5 separate regions of the Mus musculus genome follow, and regions 1, 3, 4 and 5 are each linked to region 2. Evidence: chromatin contacts called from public Hi-C and HiChIP or PLAC-seq data. All regions are on one chromosome and are shown on one strand. The core of a region is the stretch at or near the end of the contact, and the rest is flanking DNA. Distances in the headings are between cores, read along the strand shown. Region 1 holds the start of Rbm25 (RNA binding motif protein 25). Region 2 overlaps Gm31386 (a long non-coding RNA gene). Region 3 holds the start of Entpd5 (ectonucleoside triphosphate diphosphohydrolase 5). Region 4 has its middle 24 kb from the start of Mideas. Region 5 holds the start of Ptgr2 (prostaglandin reductase 2).

The links. Hi-C and Micro-C count contacts between places; a contact is called where the count stands out from the background. HiChIP or PLAC-seq counts read pairs in DNA pulled down with a chosen protein or histone mark.
Region 1: a Hi-C map of erythroblasts shows a contact between it and region 2, with 2.8 times the contacts expected there. The contact joins the promoter of Rbm25 here to the enhancer-like site in region 2. A contact is called at or near these places in 10 of 39 promoter capture datasets (the 3T3-L1 cell line, the HPC-7 cell line, cranial neural crest and 7 more), 7 of 484 Hi-C or Micro-C datasets (B cells, CD4 T cells, the G1E-ER4 cell line and 4 more), 5 of 115 datasets of contacts at active chromatin or transcription factors (the 230-238 cell line, effector CD8 T cells, embryonic stem cells and 2 more) and 3 of 9 other capture datasets (adipose tissue, liver and pancreatic islet).
Region 3: a contact with region 2 is called in an H3K27ac HiChIP or PLAC-seq map of microglia, with 8 times the contacts expected there. The contact joins the promoter of Entpd5 here to the enhancer-like site in region 2. A contact is called at or near these places in 7 of 39 promoter capture datasets (cranial neural crest, hematopoietic stem and progenitor cells, hippocampal neurons and 3 more), 3 of 484 Hi-C or Micro-C datasets (B cells, CD4 T cells and natural killer cells), 3 of 115 datasets of contacts at active chromatin or transcription factors (the SCID.adh cell line, microglia and pancreatic cancer cells) and 1 of 9 other capture datasets (adipose tissue).
Region 4: an H3K27ac HiChIP or PLAC-seq map of double positive thymocytes shows a contact between it and region 2, with 2.1 times the contacts expected there. The contact joins two enhancer-like sites. A contact is called at or near these places in 1 of 39 promoter capture datasets (embryonic stem cells), 1 of 484 Hi-C or Micro-C datasets (embryonic stem cells), 5 of 115 datasets of contacts at active chromatin or transcription factors (the SCID.adh cell line, T-cell acute lymphoblastic leukemia, double positive thymocytes and 2 more) and 2 of 9 other capture datasets (embryonic stem cells and pancreatic islet).
Region 5: a contact with region 2 is called in an H3K4me3 HiChIP or PLAC-seq map of bone marrow-derived macrophages, with 4 times the contacts expected there. The contact joins the promoter of Ptgr2 here to the enhancer-like site in region 2. A contact is called at or near these places in 1 of 39 promoter capture datasets (neural stem cells), 2 of 484 Hi-C or Micro-C datasets (embryonic stem cells and muscle stem cells), 3 of 115 datasets of contacts at active chromatin or transcription factors (bone marrow-derived macrophages, embryonic stem cells and intestinal crypt epithelium) and 1 of 9 other capture datasets (adipose tissue).

Annotation. Positions count from the first base shown.
Region 1 is chr12:83,630,553-83,633,531 of GRCm38.p6, forward strand. It overlaps Rbm25 (RNA binding motif protein 25), which reads left to right and starts at 1,691. Exons shown (of 19, transcript NM_027349.4): 1 at 1,691-1,865.
Region 2 is chr12:83,928,138-83,931,064 of GRCm38.p6, forward strand. It overlaps Gm31386 (a long non-coding RNA gene), which reads left to right. Exons shown (of 3, transcript XR_381772.3): 2 at 1,152-1,198. Among named protein-coding and RNA genes, the nearest start is that of Gm31386, 7.7 kb to the left of the region's middle. Within about 2 kb of position 1,479, at least 87 of the 459 cell types and tissues checked have an H3K27ac peak or open chromatin away from gene starts, as enhancers often do. A contact at or near this core is called in B cells, the G1E-ER4 cell line, the HPC-7 cell line and 11 more, where this site is marked.
Region 3 is chr12:84,407,552-84,410,296 of GRCm38.p6, forward strand. Entpd5 (ectonucleoside triphosphate diphosphohydrolase 5) reads right to left here and starts at 1,478. Exons shown (of 16, transcript NM_001026214.2): 1 at 1,419-1,478. Bbof1 (basal body orientation factor 1) reads left to right here and starts at 1,517. Exons shown (of 12, transcript NM_028377.3): 1 at 1,517-1,704. The coding sequence starts at 1,631.
Region 4 is chr12:84,241,931-84,244,675 of GRCm38.p6, forward strand. No RefSeq gene overlaps it. Among named protein-coding and RNA genes, the nearest start is that of Mideas, 24 kb to the left of the region's middle. Within about 2 kb of position 1,366, at least 120 of the 459 cell types and tissues checked have an H3K27ac peak or open chromatin away from gene starts, as enhancers often do. A contact at or near this core is called in the SCID.adh cell line, T-cell acute lymphoblastic leukemia, double positive thymocytes and 1 more, where this site is marked.
Region 5 is chr12:84,283,865-84,286,616 of GRCm38.p6, forward strand. Ptgr2 (prostaglandin reductase 2) reads left to right here and starts at 1,432. Exons shown (of 10, transcript NM_029880.3): 1 at 1,432-1,612.

The DNA of each region.
Region 1 (2,979 bases), core at 441-2,940, 300 kb before region 2:
TAGTACTACCATGTCCTGTGATTAAAGTCAATGGGAAACTACAACAGCCTAATCCAAGCAGGATGACAAAGGACGCAGACCCATCAGGAATGAAGGTATGGGTCAATCCTCCAGGAAAAGAGCCAAGACCTGCTGAGGTGCTGGCTGAAGGTGAAGGAAATACAGAATGGGTAGTAGAGGAAGGTAGTTATAAATACCAATTAAGGCCACGTAACCAGTTGCAGAAACGAGGATTATAAAGTAATATGAATGCCCATTGTAAATTTACTAATGCGTTTGCGATTGTACGAGGGATAGTTATATCATGTTAGGCGTATTTACAACCTTGTTATTGTTTCATGTGAACATGAGATATTATTTGTGTCAAGTTGACAAGGGGTGGATTGTAGTGGCTATTCCTGGTTGTCAACTTGACAATATTTGGAATGAACTACAATTCGGAATTGGAAGGCTCACCAGTGACCCTTATCTGGAGGCTTGGAGATCCTTATCTGGATCTTGGTTTGAAGATCTTGAGCCATAGTGGCTATGGATTCCAGAAGATTGAATCTCCGAGTTAAGGAACACACCTTTAATCTGGGCTATGCCTTTCATCTGGGATTAAAGGTGTGGTGGAACACACCTTTAATCTGGGCTACACCTTTTGCTGGAGACAATATAAGGACATTGGAAGAAGGGAGTCTAGCTCTAGCTCTTGCTCTTGCTCCTTCGCCTGCTTGCTGCGTGAGACTGAGTAACTGCTAGATCCTTGGACTTCCATTCACAGCTGCGACTGAACCATTGTTGGGAATTGGGCTGCCGACTGTAAGTCATCAATAAATTCCTTTACTATTTAGAAATTATCCATAAGTTCTGTGACTCTAGAGAACCCTGACTAATACACTAACCAACCAAGGTTTGCTATTTGTTATCCCAGGACTCCAGCTCTCCCAGGACAGGAATAAATCTCACTCTCCACCTTCAGAGAGACAAGCTCCTTGTAAACGAATTATAAAATCCTTCTGAGTAACAGGAAACAAAAGCAGCAGATACTGCTTATAAATTCCATAATTTGGATAACCCAGTAATTTGTGAGTATTCATTTTCACTGTTTTAGTATTTTTAGTCATTCGCACACTGCGGAAAGTTGCATTAAATATTCTTACAGGTTTCTGAAGATACCAAGCATCTAGTTACCTCTTTGACCCTGTTACCTCGCCTAAGATATAGTGTGTGTACGCACAAAAAGTCCAAAAAACCCAATATAGCCGTTGCCAGTTATTTCTTGGTGTGAGCAGTACTTTGCGAAGAACAAATGACATCTGGGCTTTCTATTGAGGTTCTCGGTCCCGCCCAGGTATCAGGTCATCGAACCTCCAAGAATCAGGAGACCAAGGTTCTAATTCCTGGAAAACGAACTACCAAAAAATGTGAGAAAACCTGTAACAAGCCCCGCGCGAGTAACCAGCCGGAACCTTGACCTCAAGATGGCGTCGCACAGTCATAAGATTCAATCGGCTCCAATCAAAAATGGCAGGGTGGGTGGTAATTTACAGCTCGAGCCTCTCTAGGTCCCACTAGACAATCCCACTCTATGGTCATCCCTCTGTACTTAATGAGTCAGAGGCGACGGCGGAGACTATCTAGGCATCACCTTCTCTATGGTTATCCCTTTCCACGCCTCCTGGCGCAGTGCACGCCGGGCAAGAGGAAGCCCTCCAGGAGCTCCCCGCGCAGCGCGGCTGTGTTTTGCGGCCTAGGCGAGTAGGCGCTTCGGAACCAGTCTCTAGAGTCGGGCGGCGCGCAGACACCTCGAACCGGTGGAGCCCCACTCCATCACCTGACGCCCAGAGGCCGCGAAGACAGTACCGTTTTCTTAGCGGCGGGTGAGTCCACGCTTCCGAACGCGTGAGGAAACCGCTCGACCTGCTACCTCAGCTGCGGGAGGAGGAGGCGGCGGCGGAGAAGCCAGGGCCGCTGTGGAGGCCCAGCGGGGTGGGGGGTGGGGGGGGGTGGGGAGACGGGGCGGGGTGGGGGAGGGGACGGGCACGCGGCTCGGGCTTCTCTTCCCCTCCAAGGCCTCGGAAAAACCAGTGAACCAGGAGCCCGGGGAGGCCGGGCCCACGGCCGGAGCGGTCCTCCGGGAATTTTATTTTATTTTTTGTCGCCCACTTTGTCTATTGGCTTCCGTTTCAGTTTGGGAGCGAATCGCCTCGGGCCCTGACGGGGCTCCTGTCTTAGCCAGGGCTAGGATCGGTCGGCCCGGAGGCCCTTGTCTCCTCGGGGCCTCCAGAGCCACCTCTCAGTAGGTTTCCGGGGCCGAGGACTCAAGTGCCTCCAGGCTGCGCCTTGAAAGTAGCCTGCGCCCACTCTTGGAGCGAGGTGCGGGCCACCAACGGATTTCTTTTCTGTCTGGTAGTCTAGTGCCAGCCGCCAAAAGAACGGGCCCCACCCCTCCTTGAGTTTATCGAGTGGCCACTTTTTTGGTTTTAAAGCACCTTTCCTGCTTGTTGGAGCTAGTGATGAGTTTCACCGTCTGATCCCCTTTCCGATTGGGAGGGATGCTGTAAAGGATCTCTCCATTCATTCTAGGCGGCACCAGCCTTCTTCATATTAAAATATGCTGCCCTCCTTTTGTTTTCAGTATTGATTTTTAAATACAGTTTTCGAAATAAGAGTATGAAGGTTATCTTGAAGTTATGTAATAATGGATTTATATTGACGTGGAAATGCCATTTTGATACAGGTCAGAGTAAAGCCGACCAAAAGGAGGGAAAAGATTGGGCTTCTCTTGTATCATAGTGCTTTAGTGAAATAAGGTGAATCAGGTAGAGGCAGTATTGTATAAACAGTTTTTTTGTGTGTTGTCTGTGAGCACCCTCAATTTCAGTTTCTCTTCAGTTTAAAAATCTCTTGTTTTTTTTCCCCACAAGTAAGAGGGTCGCTGTATGATATTGATTCTTGTAAGCCTGTATATAGATTTAAGAAAGGTTGATAGTT
Region 2 (2,927 bases), core at 229-2,728:
AGAAGTCTTTGGGAGGAGGATAAAATTCCTGAAGTATAAATGGTTTTTAAACTAAGACTTCTGTTCCAGCCTCAGCCTGGTCTACTTAGCAAAAACTGCCTCAAAAATAAACCCAGCAGTACCAGTGATGGCTCAGCCTGTGAGAATGTCACCATACTAGCCTGGGTCCGACTTCAGATCTTACTTAAGGTTGGAAGGACAGATCTGGCTCCTGAACCTTGTTCTCTGACTTTCACATACATGATGATGGCATGTGCTTGCACAACACAAGCATAAATTAAGAAGAAGAAAAAAAACAAAACACCTAGATCAGTGGTTCTTAACCTTCCTCATGCCCTTTAATATAATTCCTTACATTGTGGTGACCCCAACCATAAGATTATTTTGTTGCTACTTCATTACTATAATTTTGCTACTGTTAGGAATCATAAATATCTGGTATGCAGGATATCTGATCTAGAAACCCTGTAGGGGCTGTGACCCAAGGCTGAGAACTTCTGCTGTAGACAGACAAAAGTCCAAGTCTTTGCAATTCATCCTAACTCCTTTCTTCCTGCCAGGATAGCTATTCAAACCTTCTCCCCTTTCCCCTTCCCTCCCCCTTCCCTCTTCATCCCCCTCCCCCTCATCCCCCTCCCACCTTTCCTCCTCTATCATCTACATTTCCCGTGTTAATTCTACTGTGTTATACTATCCACACAAGTAAGCACTTTATATTGGAGCTGGCTCCACATCCAGAGTCATCTCTAGCAACATCTGCTAAGTGTTGTACCTTAAAGCTCAATAAATACTCCCAGATAATGCTATTTTATACCTTTGCCTCAAAATCAAGGCACCTGTGGGGCTAGGAATAGAGCTGGGTCAATAGCTGGCCCACCTAGCATGCACAAAGCTCTGTGTAAACTAGGTGTGGCGGTGCTCTCCTGCAATCTCAGCATTCTGGAGGCTGAAGGGAGAGGATCAGAAGTTCAAGTTCATCTTTATCTGCATATCAAGTTCAAGGCCAGTCTGCTTTTTGTTGAGACCTTGTTTTTGTTTGTTTGTGGGGGGAATCTTTGTTTTTTTAAAGCACACAGGTTTTTCTGAACACCTCTAACCCTGGCTGCTTCTCCCCTTGACACATTCCTAAACATTACTACATTTGTACACAGAGTCAAAGCAGAAGTTGCTGGGAATGGACCTGAAGCTTAAAGGGAAGGTATGTACCAATGTCAAGTTCCTCTTTCCAAAGACTCTTATCTTCCTTTCTAAGTTTCCTCTGTTTGAGACAGAAGAGATTAGTGAGTTTCAATACCTCTTAATATTTTGAGAAGACCTCTGTCTGTCCCTTCAGACTGGCCAATTTTAGAAGGGGAAGAAGACTGACTCCACATGGGGATGCTGAGTTTATTTTTTCAGCTTTTTCCTACCCTCAGTGAGAGCAGCCACGGCTTGCTTTCACCCTCAGGAAGTGTACTCAGTGGTAGGCTTTCTTTCTTTTCCTGTTAGTTTCCTGTGAAAGAACATCATTGTCTTTTATCAGCAAGAGATAAAAAGGATGTTGTCACTCAAATGGAGACGCACAAATCTATTTCCCATCCCCAGACACAGACCATGCCAATAGCTTAGAGAATTGGTTCAGATTTTAGAAATAACAGCAGAGGCTTGCTTTTCTTTCTTCTCTGTGTAAGGTTATATGAGCATGAGGTGTGTGTGCATGTGCACATGTGTGCATGTGCACATGTGTATGGAGCCCAGAGGTTGACGGTGGGTATCTCACCATCCTTTATTATTCTTTAGCATTTCTTAGAAGTATTTTGTCCCACATAAAAACAGAGACACTGAAATTAATAGAGGAGAAAGTGGGGAAAAGCCTCGAAGATATGGGCACAGGAGAAAAAATCCTAAACAGAACAGCAATGGCTTGTGCTGTAAGATCAAGAATTGACAAATGGGACCTCATAAAATTGCAAAGCTTCTGTAAGGCAAAAGACACTGTCAATAAGACAAAAAGGCCACCAACAGATTGGGAAAGGATTTTTACCAATCCTAAGTCTGATAAGGGACTAATATTCAATATATACAAAGAGCTCAAGAAGCTGGACTCCAGAAATTCAAATAACCCCATTAAAAATGGGGTTCAGAGCTAAACAAAGAATTCTCACCTGAGGAATACTGAATGGCTGAGAAGCACCTGAAAAAAATGTTCAACATCCTTAATCATCAGGGAAATGCAAATCAAAACAACCTTAAGATTCCAACTCACACCAGTCAGAATGGCTAAGATCAAAAATTCAGGTGACAGCAGATGCTGGCGAGGATGTGGAGAAAGAGGAACACTCCTCCATTGCTGGTGGGATTGCAAGCTTGTACAACCATTCTGGAAGTCAGTCTGGAGGTTCCTCAGAAAATTGGACATAATACTACCGGAAGATCCAGCAATACCTCTCCTGGACATATACCCAGAAGAAGTTCCAACTGGTAATAAGAACACATGCTCTACTATGTTCATAGCAGCCTTATTTATAATAGTCAGAAGCTGGAAAGAACCCAGATATCCCTCAACAGAAGAATGGATACAGAAAATGTGGTACATTTACACAATGGAGTACTACTCAGCTATTAAAAACAATGAATTTATGAAATTCTTGGACAAATAGATGTATCTGGAGGATATCATCTTTAGTGAGGTAACCCAATCACAAAAGAAGTCATTAGATATGCACTCACTGATAAGTGGATATTAGCCCAGAAACATAGAACTTCCAAGATACAACTTGCAAAACACAAGAAAGTCAAGAAGAGGGAAGACCAATAGGTGGATACTTCATTCCTCCTTATAATAGGGAACAAAATACCCATGAAAGGAGTTACAGAGACAAAGTTTGGAGCTAAGACAAAAGGATAGACTATCCAGAGACTACCCCACCCCTGGGATCCATCCCATA
Region 3 (2,745 bases), core at 228-2,727, 480 kb after region 2:
GAAAAAAATAAACAAAGACACTTTTATTTTAAGTCAAAATTTTATGTCTGAGATAATCTGTAGAAGTATATTCAAATGGTAAATGTGGGACTGGCTTTTATTTACAACCAATTTTTGTAAAACAAACAAACAAACAAATAAATAAAAAGTCTAAATATACATACCTATGACAGAAAATGCCCCTACTCCCTTTCTGCTAGTTAGCAATAGGTGCTTTATAGATTGCTTCTCAGAGGTAATGTACATTATCTAAGGGAAGGTACATGATGTAGAGGTGATTCTACTCATAAGTTCATGGCATGTCACCAGAAATATAGTCAAAATAGGCCATAGCCGTGCTAGCAGAAGGTTCAAACGGTTTCCAAGGTCTCTCATCAAATCTACTTGCTTACTCTAACCGCAAAATTTACAAACCACACAAACCACGCCCTCTGGGGGGGGGATGAGGTGGGAAAAGAGAGATTTAGAGGTCAAAGATGTCACCTTACAGTTAGGGGCTTAGTAACTAAGGTCTCCCTAGAGAGAGGGGAGGAGGAGTTCTAACAATGATGTTTCAAAATAAATGTTAAATGAAATTTGAAGCGGAGTGATAAAGCAGAACCGCGCTTCACTCCCAAGCCTATTGACAAGGCAGCCACAATACCTGTCTTCCGTAATGACTCACTCACGCTCAGTGAATGAAGACATAATCACAGGGTTCCTCTTCTGAACCAACTAGAATACTGGATGGAGTACTACTCCTCGGGAACCCGGGTGCGAGGCAAGTGCTTGCAACTTTATGCAACTTGCAGCAATGGGACTTCAGGCACTAGAGGATGTGGGCGATGTTAACTAACAGGAACCTGGCGGTCGGCTGGAGCCAAGCACCTGCCACCTAGATCCGGGGACCAACGATCCCCCCCCCCCCCCCCCGCCACACCGCTCCAGGCAGGGGAGCCAGAGTCTGAGCACCGGAGCCCGCGGACCCTCGGAGGCTGACAGCCTCACTCAAGCCACCGCCCTCGGAAAAGTCAACTGCCTCCCTGAAAGCGTTTGGCCTGGGATGTCCCCGGGTGCACTGTCCTCCAGGGAGCCCGCGAGACAGAAGCGAGGATGGAGGGGAGGTAAGCATGAGGCGGGCAGCGAGGGCGCCGCCACCGAGACAGAAGCAGGGATGCGGGCAGGACCGCCACGGTGGCCGCGCCAGAGGCTTGGAAGATCCGCCCGCCCGACTGGAAGCGCTTCAAGCCTCACTGGCGCCGCTCCGATGCGCGCGGGGCGGTCGGAGAGCCGCCGGCCATGGAGCCTCAGGGGGCGCGAGACAAGTCGTGGGAGGCTAAGACGCCGCAGCCCCGCGCCCGACACCCGCCCCTGCCGAGCTCCCGGCCTCCCGCCCGGCTCCAACCCCGGGAGCGCCGCCGAGGCTCGTGCACACTCACCGCGCGCGCCGCCCTGGCGCGGACGCCCGCCGCCTCGGAGCGATCTCCGCCCCGCCCCTCGCCGCGGTCACGTCACGCGCGTGCGCCCTCCGCGTGCCCTCAACGGCGCGGAGGACGTTAGCCCTTCGGCGTGGTGGTTTCCTTAGAGACGGAGTCGGCCCAGGTGGCGGCCACCAGGACACCAGCACGGTGAGACTCCCGCAGAAGTCAAGATGCCGGCGAAGGACAAGAGGAAAGACAAGAGGAAAGACAAGAGGAAAGGCAAAAACAAAGGCAAAGAACCAAAGTAAGAGCAGCGCAGAGGCTCCCCGTTCCCCCTGCCTACCCTTGTCATTTTGCGGCGCTAACTGGATGCCTCTGTCAGGCTTTTGTGGACAGCTCCTGTTCATTCTTGATTGGCCCTAAGATCTGAGAGCTCTCCATTGTGAGACTGATATAAACACATTCTTTTCTATTCTAGCTCTTGTCTGAGTGGTTAAAGTTGTTCCTTGGGTCATTCAGGAATCCTCTTGGGATCAAAGGGAGCACGCGAAATGATTTAACTGGACGGATCAGTACACACACAAACACCACACACAGAGACACAGAGTGAACAGCTATAGCGCTAACCCCATGGATGGTCCCTAGGAATTGTTGCTAGAATGTCAATAGAATGACTGGGCTACAGGATGGTTCCTCAGGACTTTGGAGTCACACAAGGAGTTCAACGCCGTAGATGAGAAATGCAAAGGGATCGCTTAAGCTTGTGACTGTAATGTGAATTCTCTGGAGACAAGTTAAGTAACACACACCTCTGGTCGCATTGCTCTGGAGGCTGAGGCAGGGAGATCACAGCCACTGCTACATATGGAGACCTCGTCTTTAAAAACAAGTCTGAGTGTAGTTCAGTGATAGAGTGCTTCTTGTGCAGGGTCCTAGGTACCATCTCCAGCAAAGTAACTTAAGAGAGTAACTTTCTTTTTAAAAAAGATTTGTTTATTTTTATTTATATGCATACACTGTATGCTGTCTTTAGGCACACTCCAGAAGATCCCATTACAGATGGTTGTGAGCCACCATGTGGTTGCTGGGAGTTGAACTCAGAACCTCTGGAAGAACAGTCAGTGCTCTTAATCTCTGAGCTATCTCTCCAGCTCTGTACCACAGTGTTTTGTTAATGCTGGTGCAATCTTTATTTCAAAGGACTTTACCTTTTGAATCCATCCTAGGGCCTTGATGTATACTTACCATGCATTCTACTTCTACTTCTACCTGATACATGCATACCATGCACTCTAACTTTACCTGATGTATGCATACCATTCAGTCTTCTTCTTCCTAATGTATG
Region 4 (2,745 bases), core at 116-2,615, 310 kb after region 2:
CCAGCCCCCCAGCTTGTTTTCTTATAGAACCTGTTGTAGCTTGTCAAAAGACCCTCACGCACAAAGACCACAGAGACTGCCGTCGTTGCAAAACGCATGAGGATTTTACTTATCCAACATGTTAGGGAACCCTCTCTCAGTACGCAGGCCAGAGGAGAGACACAGAACATAGAAAGAACACACTTTTTATACCTTGTAAGGGCCGGATATAGGCACCAGGGTAGTTTGGCTTATTTTAATTGGTGTAGCAAATAACCTTTTTAGACATTGGTCGGTTTGTATAGGGTGACTCTCATTTTGTGTGTCCTTATGGTTTTTAGTGTGAGGTGGGGCCGGGAAATTGTTAATTTTGTTTTTGACCGTTAAAACTATGTTTCTATATTTGTTTAGTCAGCCAGCCTTTTATCTGACTCTGTACTTGACCTGCTAGTACAGTTTGGAAAGTCCTTTTGAAGAGGGAAGGTACTGGGTAGTCTTGAATTTATTTTGGATATTACAAACCCAGGACCACCAGCCCAGGGATGGCAACACCTACAATGGGCTGGGTCCTTCTCTATAATCATTAATTAAGAGAATGCCATATAGGCCTGCCTACAACCTGATTTCTGGAGGCTTTTTCTCACTTGAGGTTCCTCTTCAAAATGCTTGTATCAGGTTGACAGGAAAACTAGTCAGCACAGGGATGGCATGGTATATGGCTGTCTTTGCCTGCTTAGAATGTTTTTAAGCAAGCTGACTTGGAAGCTGCGCTAGAGCTCCAAGATCTCCCAGGGTGGCGAGCATACTTCAGATCATGGTCACAGAGCTTCTGTTCATCTCTGCAACCTTACTTACCATGAGCCCATAGGGTAAGGGTTATGACATGGTTATGGTTATAATGTTATTTTGTTGCTACTTCATAGCAGTAATTTTGCTACTGTTACGAATCATAATGTAAATATCTGATATGCAGGATATTGGATATGTGACCCCCGTGCAAGGGGTTGTGATCCGCAGGTTGATAGTTGCAGCCATAGGGTAAAGACAATGGTTCTGTTTCTCGCTGCCTATTGAAGTAACTTCATATGTACCCGGGACACAAGTGAGGTGCAAATGAATTGGCCTTGGTAGGGCTGCCTTGGTCCTTTGCAGAGATGGTGGGTCCTCTGATACGTGTGACAAACGTAGTCATGAAATGTGTCACACACACACACACACACACACACACACACACACACACTGGAACATGCATTTTAGCCTTTGCCAATTTTGCCCACAAGGAGGGAATGTTTCAGACGGAGAAGCAAGTTCCCTGACGTAGATACATCAGAGTCACTTTCTCAGGTGTAGAGGCTCACTTCCCCCTGTGGAGGAAAGCCTGGGCCACTTCCTGTTTTCACTTGCAACTCAGCTCTGTGATGTCTCTAGTGTGGTGTGCCTCGTGATCTCTGACAGAGGCTGCAAAAAGACGTATGTCCCAGTTAAAGGACCATGTTGGAAAGAAACTCTGACAGAGTCAGGGGTAGCAGTGAAGGTGGCCAAGGTCCCTCTAGGGAGGACTGGCTCTTTGGGATGGTCTGAATTCTGTGCCACTCAAGATATAGGCAAATGGTGTTGTTGCCTTCATGCTGTTCCTCTATCAGGCAGGAAACACATAGAAGGAAGCTGAGAAAAAGGATACCCATGAGAACACTAGGCACCAGTACCCATGAGGACACTGGTCACCAGTACCCATGAGGACATTGGTCACCAGTACCCATGAGGACACTGGGCATCATTACCCCTGTGAACATTGGGCACCAGCACTCCTGAGAACACTGGGCATCAGTACACACGTGAACACTGAGCATCAGTACCCCTGAGTACACTGAGCATCAGTACCCCTGAGAACATTTGGGCATTAGGTTAAAGGATTTCCTCGTGCAATGGTGACACAGTAAGTTGTTTTAGCTCTTATATCTGGATGGCAGTGTCCCTTCGCATCCTCACCTTACTGGCTGTTGGCACATCTCATTGAACCTCTTAATAAAATGTTAGGGGCAGAGGAGTTAGAACAAAAACAGACTTAATCCCCTCTCATATAACCATATATATTACTCCCCTGGCATGGTTCTGATGGTCTGAGGAAGGCATGAAAACTATTCTTCTATAAAGACTGCAAGTGTGGGGAGGACAGGGTGAGGCTGCTCATGGACACTTGGTTCACAGTAGGTATGCTGTAAGGGGCATGGAGGAAAGAAAGAAGTGAGGATCTGCACACATGGACACATGGATTCTGTAATGTCTGTAGCCTTAGTTAGGATTTTACTGCTGTTCACAGACACCATGACCAAGGCAACTCTTATAAGGACAGCATTTAACTGGGGTTGGTTCACAGGTTCAGTCCATTATCATCAAGGCAGGAGTATAGCAGTACCTAGGCAGGCACAGGGTAGAAGGAGCTGAGAGTTCAACCATATTGTTCTGAAGGCAAACAGAAAACTGGCTTCCAGGCAGCTAGGACAAGGATATTAAAGCCCACACCCATAGTGACACACCTACTCCAACAAGGCCAAACTTCCAAATAGTGCCACTCCCTGGGGCAAGCATGTACAAACTAACCCATCTGTTAAAAACTACAAAAACTGGGCTAGTGGTGAGATGGTTCGGCAAGTAAAGGCCCTTGCTGACAAGCCTGAACTCAGAGATCTGCCTGCTTCTGCTTCCTGAGCACTGGGATTAAGGAATACAGTGGTTTTGTTTGTTTGGTTAGTTGTTTGGTTGGTG
Region 5 (2,752 bases), core at 182-2,681, 360 kb after region 2:
GAAGGGAGAGGCAGGTGGATCTCTTTGAGTCTAGGCCAGCCTGGCCTACAGAGTGAGGTCCAGGATACCCAGGCCTATGTAGCGGCACCGTGATGCAAACCAAACCGCACCACACCACACCACAAAAAATAAAAATAAAACCATATCAGGAAAAAAATACCCATATGATACATGGTACAACTCAAGTCATACAAACGACTGTAACCCTTAGTGTGAAGAGAAAATTCAGAAGGGAGGAAAATAAATAAACCTGAACTCCTCCATGCAGTTTTTGAACATCTGAGACCTGGAGAAAAGGGGACTTCACATCAAAAAGGGCCCAAACTAAGTTTCTTCTCTTTGAGTTTTAGATGTAATCTATAGTCTCCCTCTGTTTTCTGCTATCACTTTTATTGTTTTTGAGCGTTTCCTCTTTCTCTGGTTCACTCAGCTGACCACCAAGAGATCAGATCCTGCTGGAAAGTTATTTGGAATGTGGTAACAGTCTCCTACCCCATTCTTCAAGTTTTCCAAACGAAGTGAAAATGTTCAGATGTTCTGTTACCCGGGCCTCCAGTCCATCTGATGGCTGCCCATTTGCCGGCGGTACTGGTATTTTTCAGCTACTCTTTATACCAGAGTTAGAGCTCCGCGATTAGCCCTTGCTGGAATACAGTGCTAAGGGCGATTCCTACAGCCGCTTGATTAAGTCCGTTAGGGTTTGCAGTTCCTGGAGATCCCAAGTTATTCTAGAAACAAACCACACCCGATAGTGACTAGTCAAGTGGTTCTCAAACCATGAGTTTCTAGCTTCTTGGGGTCCCCTTAGACCATCGGAAAACATTTCCATTACGGGTCGAAACAATAGCAAAATAACAATTATGAAGTAGCAATGAAAATAATTTTATGGTTGGGGGGGTCACCACGCACGAGGGTCACAGCATTAGGAAGGTTGAGAACCGCTGCTTTAGTCCTCTAGATCTCAGCTTGTTCACCTACAAAACAAGGGTTAGACTTGATGCTATTTCTCACTGTGATTCCCCAACCTAAGACTCAGTGAATCTAACATGAATCAAGTTTCTTCCAGAGGCTGGGGCTGGCTGTCAGGGCGTCTGCCTAGACCGTGCCAGGACGCGGGTTCAACCTCTGGGGGCACAAGAGGACACAGGGGACTTGATCTGAAGTCATTAGTTAATTTGCTCTCTTGGTCCTGGAGGCGGGGTCGGCCACGGAGCCCTAATGAGGTTAACTTATGGATACTCCTTGCCTAGACTAGCAACGTATCCTGTGATTCTCACCAACCTTGGGGACCAAAGGATCGCGTATGAACTTCAAAACCCCGGCCCTAGGAGACGAGAGGGCAAGGAGGCCGGCTTAGTCCTGCGCTTGCGCAGTGTGGTCCTAGGGCTAAGGTCGTGCCGCCAGCTGACCCTTCGCTGTTCATCAAATCCCGCGAGATCTCAAACTGACAGACACGCAGGGGGGCCACTGTATCGCTGCACCGGAAGCTGGATTAAGCCCGCAGAAAAGGAGGAAGTGCCGAGCCAGGGTGACCTGTGGGCGTCCTCCTCGAGCTCCGGGCGACACCGGCGGTATAGCTTGGGACGCTAGACTAGGGAATGCCCCGTAACAGGTGCTCTCCGTTTTGTAAGAATTCCGAGGGTGAAGTTTGGGCGCGACTGTGTTTGAGGTGCTTCAGATTTGAACATCTATTGAGCGCCTACTGTGTGCCACGCATAGGGGTATACTTATGTCATGTTGAAAAACCTCAGCACCAAGAGGTTTTGATCCTCTTGGTGCTGAGGATCCAGGAAGTCGGCTTGAAAATGTGAGATTACTAGTAATTTCTGTGAAAGTGGTTAGTCGTGGGAGCCATAGAGGAAGGTTGGCTTTCTGAGGTGGACATTTGCACACGATGGCATAGACAGCACAGGGAAGGTCAGCAGAGCCCTTTGTGGCAGAATGGTTGAACAAAGTACGGCTAAACAGGAAGTGTGTTTTATTAAAAGATATTGGGGATAAGTTGTGCGACCTTGGACAAGTTATTCAGCCCCTGTATGGCGTCTGTGAAAAGGATAGCATGTTTGCAACTTCATGGCGGTGGTGTTTGAGGACGGAGTTGTATTTAAGCAAGCTGATTAATAATTTATTTTCTTCTGTATTGGGAATTGAGTCCAAGATCAGCCTTCCACCTCCCCTATGCATGCTGGGCAAGAGGTTTTTACTACTGGGCTATATTGCCAGACTGTTTTTCATTTTTATTTTGGGACAGGTTCTCACTAATTTGCCCAGGCTGGCCTTGAATTTGCCGTCTGTATTCCATCTGCCCAATAACTGGGATTACAAATGTAAGACGCTACCATGCTAGAGCATGTCAACTCACCCAGTTCTGGGATGCCTGGAAACATTCAGGAAATAAACTATATGACCCCTCCGAGGTCCCACCCAGCTAGAAACAGAACATGTCCTTTGCCCTTGTGAGTTCAGTGAGCTTTTCCTTACAATAGTCTGCTACACAGATGCTTAAGGCGTATTTTTAATGACTGTCATTGAACCAGATCTTTTGGTGGTATTTTAGAATGGTCGAATCAATTAGAAACCCACTTTAATTTAACAGCAAATGGGGTTTACTGAGGTCTACTCAGCTCTGCCTCCATTATGATGCCTCCTAACCCACTGCCCTTCAGGTCTTGAATGTGATCTTTATTTTAGATGGAGAACCTGTGAGTAAGTCATGGTTGATTTTGTTTGTTTGTTTGTTTGTTTGTTTTCG